Linked DNA regions of Mus musculus: region 1 is linked to region 2. The links are chromatin contacts, called in public promoter capture Hi-C maps. All regions are on one chromosome and are shown on one strand. Each heading gives the region's core, a stretch centred on a gene start, on an enhancer-like site or on the middle of the called end of the contact. The rest is flanking DNA. Distances are from core to core; before and after follow the strand shown. Region 1 holds the start of Lcor (ligand dependent nuclear receptor corepressor). Region 2 has its middle 26 kb from the start of Gm33951.

Region 1 (5,178 bases), core at 2,635-5,134, 64 kb before region 2:
TCTTTATACCAAACTGTGCTCAATCTGAGAGAGATCCATCTGACTGCCTCTGCTTCCCAAGTGCAAGGACAGCACCCCAGCTAAATCCCACTAAAAGCTCCTGAAATTCAGAGGAGCCCCCTTCAATTTTTGTGTACAATGTCTATTTTTTAAGGCAGTTGGCTTAAAAGGTAGGTGAATTAATCACTTACCTTTGCCCTTCATTCCTAGTAACAGCAGTAAACTAAGGTACTGGACAGGTACTCAGAAGTGCCCACAGACATGAAATAATCAATTCTCACTATTAGAAAAGTCAAGGCCGCACTCGGGAGGCAGAGGCAGGCGGATTTCTGAGTTCGAGGCCAGCCTGGTCTACAAAGTGAGTTCCAGGACAGCCAGGGCTACACAGAGAAACCCTGTCTCGAAAAACCAAAAAAAGGAAAAAAAAAAAGAAAAAAAGAAAAGTCAAGGCCACCCTGCTTAACTCATTAAGTTTAAAAACTGGCATTTTCAAATATTTCTAGAATTGTTGTAGCTATAAACACATTTGACAAAATCACAGTTACTTGAAATACCTTTCCATGAGTCAAAGAGATCTATCTTGTTCTTTTTTAGTCAAACTAGAACTAGCTAAAATCACACCTTTTCCCATACTAGGAAGAGCTTGAGAATACAGTAAGGTTAAGGGTCAGCCAAGCAATAGACAGCATCACATCGGACAGAGTGAAGGGATTGCCTGGAACCTCCCGCAACAACGCCAAGGTAAACAAACATCCACTCCCAGACTTCACTGTCTGACCTCAGTTTAGGGTCTGTTCTAATCCAAAGTGCTCAAAATGGTTTGGGTATGGAGCAGCTGGAATTTCAGGTTTTTAGACTATGGATGCTCAGTCAGTAAAATCCTTGCAAACATTTCAAAATTTCAAAAACACAGAAATCTCAAACACTCCTGATCTCAAGCACTTTACTCACTCTGTATTTACTCAAACTTATTACTGACTCCATAACTTGTCTTCCAGAAATCACTGGCCCCTTACTCCCTCTGTGCCAAAAACAGCAAGAAGGAAAACTAAATCCTGAACATGACTGAAATTTCATTTTTAACCCGAAGACTGTTATAAATTAAGTTTCACTTAGAAACCAAACACCCCTAAAATATTAAGATAATCAACCAAGAGAATCAGAAGATTACCTGCACAGAACAAATCCTAGTAAAACAAGAGCTATTGCATCTGATAACAAACAGCACAGCTCCTTTTAAACTATAGCCTGCCAGCCCTTTATAACACAAACCTCATAGCACCACTTAAAACACTCCCCTTAGAGAACAAAATTACATGTAACAAAAGAGAAAATATGACGCCCAATTGACTTTAGCTGAGCAATTATCGATAAGTATTAGTACTTAAAATACCATCTGTAGCTGGGATTCTAAAAGCTCCCGGACATCATCTAAAAATGGAAATCTAGAGTTCCAAACATTCGCTCAGAAAAATCAGTCACCAACTCAAAAACATTCTCCAAAGACTCCATTTGACTCTGAGAGTCAATTGAGGTGTTTACAGGAGAATTTTATTAGGAAACAAAACAAAACATTTTTGTCCAGAAGCAGTTATCAACCACTAATACAATTAATGAAAAGAAAGGGGAGGTCACAGAACACAAGGATTTTAAAGCAAACAGCATAGGGATACTCATTGAAATAATTTAAACAAAAGCTGTATCTACACAAGAAATTTGAAGGGTTGCATTTCTCAATTCCACAGTATTTTAAGCACTAAAATGCCCTCCAGGACACAATCAATCACCAAGAGTAAAACACTACAAAAAAACAAAACAAAACAAAACAAAAACAAAACCCTTCTAGTTTCAGTCTTTTGTATTAACTAAGAATCCAGAAAACGCCTCAATTAGATGTTTCTCAAAACCTGCCCTGTACACTTACTTGACGATGACAAATAACGTAATTCCTAAGTGCTTAAGCCCATGTCACATTATAGCAAATGTGTGACAGGTCATGGAAAACAAAACAAGCAGAAGCAGAAGAGAGCAAAGACAGCTAGAGCCGAAACGGCTGCTTCCTGGAGGGCAGGGCAGGGCTTGGATTGGCAAGAGGGAAATTTTAACCTGTATTCAAAAAGGTAAATCACCTCCTCCCCCAAAATTGCTCAGATTTTCATTATTTACCCAAGTATACATTTAAAAATATATACTTTTAACCTCTGGACAACCAAAGTGGTATCAAATATCTTACCGAATTAATTACATTTGGTATTACAGTCTAAGTCTTTAATAAATTCACAATACACATTTTCATAACGAAATACTGCAAAAAATGGCAGTGCTCATTTTCTCTAAGTACAGGTTACCTTATTTTCCACTTTTTTTAAAGTTTTAGTTTTGCTTTTTCATCTATTACCAAAAAAACATCCCTTATGGGACATTGTAAAAGGGCAGACCCTCCTGTCAAGCCAGAAGGCTCCAACACAAAGACTGAGCTAACCAAGTGCTGTAATTCTTCCAAACTGAGGCTCTCCACACCCCCTCCACCCTCCCCCCCCCCCAGCAGATATGTCTATTAAATCAGTGTCTGTTCTCCCCCTCGCACAACAAAGAGAACTTCTCACCGCATGAAATTGCCGCTGAATGGACACCAGAAAGCAGGATTTGCATAATTCCTTCCAACGAAACCCCATCGGGAAAGAGGGGACCCCGGGCCCAAGTGGACGGACAGAATTTCCCAGGTCCGTCTGAGGAAGACCTGAATCCCTAGAACGCGCCCCATCCACACGGGGGGCTGGAATTCCGGGCCTCCCCGAGGACTGGGCGTGGGGGACAGAGGACGACGAGAGGGCATTTCCCCACACATCAGCCGCACCGAAGCAGAGACGGGGAAATAACAATGCTGAGGACATTAGAGTCAGACACAAGGATGGACAGAGGCTAGGGGGCGGCGGGTGGAGCAGACACCACAAGAGCCACTTACTTTTTGGAGGGGGGTTAAATATGTGAGTTAAGCCCTTATGGTCCCGCCGGCCGCCGCACAGAGGGAAACGGGACCTTGGGAGAGAAAAACAGACAAAACACACAGTGTGAGAGGTGCAGCTCGCCTCCCGGCCCCTCCCGGGCGCCCCCCACTCCCGTCCACGCTCCCGCCGCCCGGGGAAGCGCGCCGGTCGCCGGCCGCCGGGGCTCCGCGGAGGGGACCAGGGTGACCCCCCCGCCCGGCTTCCCACCCGGGCCTCCCCGCCGCGCGCGCACGCCAAACACAAATCCGCACACACCGACCCGTGCGTCGAGGACTAACTCCGCAGCCGCCGCTGCCAGCAGAGGAAGTGCAGCCGCTGCCCCCCGCGGCCATGACACCCCACTTGGCTCGCTCAGGCGGACGCGGGGCCTGTGACAGCTCCGGCTCCCTCCGCCCCCATCTCCACCTCACGCCTCGCACACGCCCGAGCGCCGCCGCGCGTGCACGCGTGCACGGGGGCGCGCCGCCGGCGTGGGGGAGGGGCGCGGGGCGAGGGCAGGTGGGGGCGACCCCGTGCGTCCCGGCGCGCTGGCGGCGGCGGCGGCGGGCCCGGCGTCCACAATGCGCCCGCTGGGGGAGAGGCCGCGCGTCCGAGCCCGCCCCGCGAGCCGAGGGGAGGGGCGCCGCGGCGGCGCGCTCGCGCTCCGGGGGGTGGGGGAGGGGGCCGAGCCCGGGAGGGCGCGCGGGGCCGGAGCGCGGCGGACTCTGCCCTGCTCCCTCCCACGCACGGGAGGCCGGCGGCCGGGCGGCCCGGGGCACCGGTGGAGGGCCTCACCTACACAGTGGATGAGCTTGTGGCGCCACGAGTCCAGTTCTTGCCGAAAGCCGCGTCTCTCAACGGAGCATTGCTGCCGCCTACACACCCTCGCCATCTTCTGCCGCCCGCCCGGCCCTGCCTCCGCCGCGGCCCCGCGCACGCCCAGCCGCGTCGCCCGGGGCCGCGCACGCACCCGTGGCCTGGGCGTCGCGCCTCCCGCCGGGGGCGGCGCGGGGGCAAGGCTGCGCTCACCTCCCCGTGGCCCCGTGGCGGCCCGCTCCTCCTCCCGCCCGCCCGCCCGCCCGGCGTCCCCGCGCACCAGCTCTGCGTCCCACGTCCAGTCCCCCCGCCCCGCCCGGAACGGCGTCTTTCTACGCCGGCGCTCGGTCCCCGCGCCGCCCTCGCTCTCCAGGCAGGCCACGGTGGCCCCGGCCCTCCCCGGGGCTTTTGGGTTTTAAACTAGTCCCATCTATCACTTCCTACCTGCCTATCGGCCCGCACCAACTGTTGCAAGTTCCGCACCATTGCTTCTCGCAACTTCTCGGTCGAAACGGCTCCTCCCACGGGGGCGCCGTGCAAGAGCAGAAATAGGAATAAATGCCCGGATGCCCTTGGAGGCATTGAGCCCCGAGGTTTGCAAAGGTGAAGTGGATAATTTTAAGTTTTAAGTTATCGAAATGCTTCGCCGGTATTCATAAGCCCCAATTTAAAAAAAAAAAAAAAAGAAAAGGGTTTTAAGTCAAATAAAAAGCCTAGGGGATCTCTTACTAGCAAGACTGATCATAGTTGAAAGTCTTAAGAGAGCTGAGAAAAAAAAATGTGCTAGTAGAAAATGAATTTCAAACTTTCAAACAACAGCTTAAGAATATGTTGGGAAATATACGCCCAGATCCGTAGTTCAGGAAAGGACTCAGAACATTTTGATGAGAAAGGATTTCCAGGTGCCTTCTGGGATAATTAAACCACCTTGCACAGGGAGCCTTGTTTTGTTTAAACATCACACTATTAATTACTTGATTTATTTGAAAGAGAGGAGAAAGAGCAAGGAGGAAATAGGAAATGAAAAAAACGGAAATGGCTACTTACCAATACAAGCTAGGTGGCCTCTTCCTCACCCTTAGAATTTGAGAGTGCATTCCTTCTAAATATTTAAATGTAAGTATTTCTGTAGGTAAAACAAAATCATCACTTGACCTCAAGGATTCCACTGATGTGTATCAAGTCTGGGTCTTTGAAGGGAGGGCGCTCTGGCGTGGGAACGGGGGTAACTGCCCCTAAGAATGACTTGGTGGGTCTCCTGGATAGGAGTAAGATTACGGGTAGTAGGCACCTTCCATCTCAGAGCCAATTAGATTTCCACAATTCTCAAAGCCCGCACTGTTTCATCGCTTTAGACTACTACACCATCAGCCGA
Region 2 (4,906 bases), core at 2,082-4,581:
AAAACACATTCTAGCCTTTCCCCAGGACCTCCGTCCATGCTCAGGCTCCTCCCAGCTTAGCTTTGAGAACCTCTGTCACCAACCCCTCTCCCAACTTGCCCAGGAGCTGCAACCCCAGAGCTGCTGCCTGTGCTCTGGCCGTTCCAGGCTTCCTCTTTTCTTCCTCCAGTCTAGCTCTGATGGCCAGCTGCCACCTTTCCCAGGATGGCTTTGATCTCTATCCCAGCCCCTCATGGCTTAGCTTTGCCAAGCCACCATTAACAACCTGGCTTCTCTCTATCTCTGCCCATCTTTGCTCCTCAAAAGAAAAACATTCAGACAGATTTATTATCCTGCTAGAACTTGCCAGATAACACAATCGCTGGACTCAGAATCTCTAGCCATAATCTTATCAGCTCACCTATATCAGCTAGTCTAAATCAGCCAGCTGCTGCTGGTGGAGGAGGCTGCGGATTCTAGCTATTCCAAATCTTACATGGTTGTAAGATCTTGCTTCTCATTCCAAAAGACCCCTCTTCTTTCCTCAAGTCCCCTTTCCTCTTGGGACCCGGAAGTCCCACCTTTACTCTTCACCCAGCAATTGGCTTCTGCCTTCTTTATTGACACAGTCAAGAACCATTTAGGGAATCAGTACCTCCCCCTACAGCCAACCATATAGAAAGATATCCACCACCCTCCAGGAACCTCACACTTCAATCTGAAAGCACTCTGAAATATGTTTTTGGGGGGTTTATGGATACTTTATGCCTTGGTCACTGTTCTATTGCTGTGAAGAGACACCAAGACCATAAGAAATTGTCTAAGGTAAAACATTCAGTTGGGGCTTGCTAACAGTTTCAGAGGTTTAGTTCATTATCAGCATGGCAGCAAGCATGGTGGCACGCAGGCAAGCATGGTAGCTGATTGTAGCCTCCCACAACCCTGAAGCAGGCTGAGTCGGACCTTGACTTTGTTGTCACTAAGGAGACAAAAATTTACCTAGGATGGAGCCTGCCTCCCTGAGATCACTCTATTGTTCAGCCACTGCCGCTGCTGCTGCTACCTGCTGGGAGTTGGCCTAGCTATTCCGGAGACTACACGTGGTCACCTGCAACTGGGCTCCAAAGATGATTTGGTGGGAATGGGCTTTCCCCTCTCCTTTATAAAGCATGTCCACCATTAAAAATTTGAAACTTGAGCAGACTAATTGTCTTGGTTCCATTATTTCTCTACCCACCTAGATTCCTTCTTCTTTTCCAGTTCCAAGATGCCTTCCAGGCTCGAACCCGGACATGAGAGCCACAGGCTGGCCCTAACAGCTGACAGTTCTATATCTGTATCTGAAGGTAGCAGGAAGAGAAAAACACTGGGCCTGGCTTGAGCTTTTGAAACCCCAAAGCCTGCTCTAGTGACACCTACTCCAGCAAGGCCACACCTTTTTATTCCTCCTCCCCCCTACCCCCAGACAGGGTTTCTCTGTATAGCCCTAGCTGTCCTGGAACTCACTCTGTAGACCAGGCTGGCCTTGAACTCAGAAATCTGCCTGCCTCTGCCTCCCAAGTGCTGGGATTAAAGGCATGCACCATCATGCCTGGCTATGGGGGCCATTTCTATTCAAACCATCACACTGTATTTCATGGGTATGGTTAAAATGCAGGCAGAGAATAGGGCTAAAGCCCAACCCTCTAATCATGTATTTGATTCCCACAGTAACCAGCCCCATGCCCTGGTTCTCCCACCAACATTTGCCCCATTAGAACAAAAGATTCTTTCATCATCTGGGAAATTCCTAGGAATTTAGAAACCCTATATCAGAGACTCAAAAATATTGCAAAAGTGTTCCTCAGGAGCTGTTTTAGGAACTGGTATCAAAAGTCAAATATATGCTGGGTCGTGATGGTGCTTGCCTTTAATCCCAGTACTCAAGGCAGGAGGATCTCAGGAGATTCAAGGTTAGTCTAATCTACCCAGAGAGTTCCAGGACAATCAGGGCTACATGATAGAGATTTTATTTTATTTTATTTTATTTTATTTTATTTTATTTTATTTTGTTTTAAGTGCTTGATTAGAGCTTGTTTATAGTTCCAGATGACTGTCATGGCAGGGAGCATGGCAGCAGGCATGGCTCTGGAGCAGGAAATAAAAACCTTCATCTTCTCTACAAGAAGGAGGGGGCTGGAGGGGGCAGGAGCAGAGAGCAGGATTGGGCCTGTAGTGGGCTTTAGAAATCCCAAAGCCCACACACCCAGTGACATACCTCCTCCAACAAGGCCACACCTCCTAATCTTTCCAAAACAGGTCCACCAACTGAGGGACAGGCATTCAAATATAGGAGCCTCTGGGGCCATTCTCATTCAAACTACCAAAGGAGCTAGAACAAATATATATTTTACTTTCTATCACAACGTCACACATACACCTAGAAAAGGGGGGGAGGGGAGGAATAGGGTGCTCTCCAGTTTCTTCTTGCCTCTCTTTGCAGCATCTGTGCTTGGGAGGTTGCCTTTGTGAACTGTGTGTGACACCTGGCATTCTGTCCTGGCATTCTTAGGAGCTGGCTTCTCTTCTGGTTTGGATCAACAGGGAGAACCAACAGGACATTGAAGGTCGAGAAGAGAGCAAGGGGGTCCTTCTGCTGGGAGGTGTGCCTCTGGCTAGGGCTAAGGGCTTCTGCCACTGCAGATCACTGGGATGACTTTATCCAGCCTCAGGGTAGCATCTTGCCCACTGTCCCTCAAAGGCAGTAGCAGCCTCCTGCTGTGTCTGTCTCTGGGTCCCCAGTCCTGTCCATAGCATGGGAAGTAAGCTTTTCATTGGTGTTCTTTCTTGTAAATAATCTACAGTGAGTTCTGTTTCCTGCTTTGCTCCAGTGGTTTGTAGATATGAACTAGCAGAACACACAAAAAGCTGGTCACCGATGAAGATATGACAGAGACCCTACTTCATATGCACCTGTAGGAGTTCAGCTGCAAGTAACAGGGAGGTAAAAAATCTCCACCCATTCACATGGGCCAAAAATAAGTAATTTATAACTTTTTGAAGAAATGAGGGCTCTTATGTTTTTGCAGATGAATGTATAACTAATTTGCTCTTCTATAGAGACTTTGGGAGGAGTAATTTGGCAATTTTGAGGAAAAAATGTCTACATCTTTTGACTTATTTTAGAAGTCAGATTTTCCTGCGAAAACAAAAATTCTAGGAAGCAAGACTCTGTGTGAACAAGCTTGTTTGTGGAAGAAAGTGGATTGAACCTACAGGCCAGCCAGCGAAGGATATCATGTTAGAACCGCACAGTGAAATATTAGACAGCAATTGCACAAAAGTGGCTCTGTGCCCACTGACCCAAAAGGACATTGTGCAATCAACGGATTGCAGAGCATTGTGTTCAGTCTGCATGGCAGGGGTTTCTCGACATCTCTCAAGACTCAGGCTCTTTCTTCTCCTTGGTAATAGATCCTTAAAATAGAGCCAGGCACATGACTAAACCAGCTTGACTGAATTTCCAAGAATTTCTTCGTTACTTAAGAATGTGCTTTTAAAATTATGATCAAAGGGAGACATTTAGATGTGTGAGCTGTGTGCCTTTCAGATTCTGTTTTTAGAGAAAGGTTGCCCTTTCTACCCTCTACCCCCCAATTTTGCCTCCCTTGCTGTTGACTGTCATCTAGACAAGGTGTGAATACTTCTAAGGGGAGGGAGGGAAGAGAGAGTGTCAGAGGTGTGTGTGTGTGTGTGTGTGTGTGAGAGAGAGAGAGAGAGAGAGATCACCTCAGAGACTGCTTGTCAGTCAGGGGCCACCCACTTTGTAACTTTTCTCTATGAGAGAAGTAAATTTTCACCTTGTTTAAGCCATAGATATGTCAGTTGATTTCAAGAACAAAATCAGAACCCCTATGTAGAATGTTTTGTTGGTTTTATCAAAGAAATGTTAAACTTTTTGCACATGTGAATTATGGAACTTCCAGGAGTAGAATAAAGTTGGAGATGTTAAGTTTTAGCTCTGGCTGGCCTGGGACTTAGAGAGACCTCCGTACTCCTGTCTCCCAAGTGATAGAAAGGAAGGCTTATGACACCCCATGCCCAGCTGTACTTAAAAACAAAAACAAAAAGCCCCCCCCCCCAACAAAAATGGTTGTTTGAGGTGTAACCTGGTATTTGCTCTATAGCTCAGGCTGGCCTCGAACGTGTACTCCTCCTGCCTGACTCAGGAGCACTGGGCTGTAGAATTCACCACACCGAGCTTTGTCCTATTCTTTCACCTGTATTCTAGGCTGGCGTTTTATGTTGAAAAGAGAAAGTAACTGAAGTCCAACTGAGGGAAGTTTGCTGTAAGAAGGCAGGGAGATCACACAGGCTCTGAAATCAAAAGCCCAACTACCGCCAAATACTCTGTCCCCTGGCATCCCCTTGCAAGGCTCTCTAAGCTTGCTCTTCTTCTCAGAATAGCTTGGAAGTTTCAGAGCTGAACGTTCTTGGTCCCTGCTGTACACCTACTGAGTCAAAAGCATGTTACATGAATGAGGTAAATTGTCTTTAGCAAACCTTAAATGGTTGGGGAAGGGGACACAGGGAGGAGAAATGTCTCTATTTGAGTTTCATTTACACACACACACACACACGCACACACACACGCACACGCACACGCACGTGCACTCAAGTAATCAAAAAGAAAACCGCCGGGCAGTGGTGGCGCACACTTTTAATCCCAGCACTTGGGAGGCAGAGGCAGGAGGATTTCTGAGCTCAAGGCCAGACTGGTCTACAGAATGAGTTTCAGGACAGCCAGGGCTACACAGAGAAACCCTGTCTCGAAAAACCAACCAACCAACCAACCAACCAAACAAACAAACAAACAACAAACAAAAAAAACCCCACAATTTTATGGTCCTTGATAATTTTCCACTTCTATTAATGATATAAAATTGTA

Evidence for each region. Promoter capture Hi-C pulls out the DNA fragments that hold promoters and counts their contacts.
Region 1: a contact with region 2 is called in a promoter capture Hi-C map of liver, with 2.6 times the contacts expected there. The contact joins the promoter of Lcor here to the enhancer-like site in region 2. A contact is called at or near these places in 10 of 39 promoter capture datasets (the 3T3-L1 cell line, 3T3-L1-derived adipocytes, the C10 cell line and 6 more), 1 of 484 Hi-C or Micro-C datasets (nephron progenitors) and 4 of 115 datasets of contacts at active chromatin or transcription factors (bone marrow-derived macrophages and embryonic stem cells).

What each region holds. Positions count from the first base shown.
Region 1 is chr19:41,481,388-41,486,565 of GRCm38.p6, reverse strand. It overlaps Lcor (ligand dependent nuclear receptor corepressor), which reads right to left and starts at 3,884. Exons shown (of 8, transcript NM_001370767.1): 1 at 3,783-3,884; 2 at 2,966-3,039.
Region 2 is chr19:41,416,651-41,421,556 of GRCm38.p6, reverse strand. No RefSeq gene overlaps it. Among named protein-coding and RNA genes, the nearest start is that of Gm33951, 26 kb to the left of the region's middle. Within about 2 kb of position 3,331, at least 21 of the 459 cell types and tissues checked have an H3K27ac peak or open chromatin away from gene starts, as enhancers often do.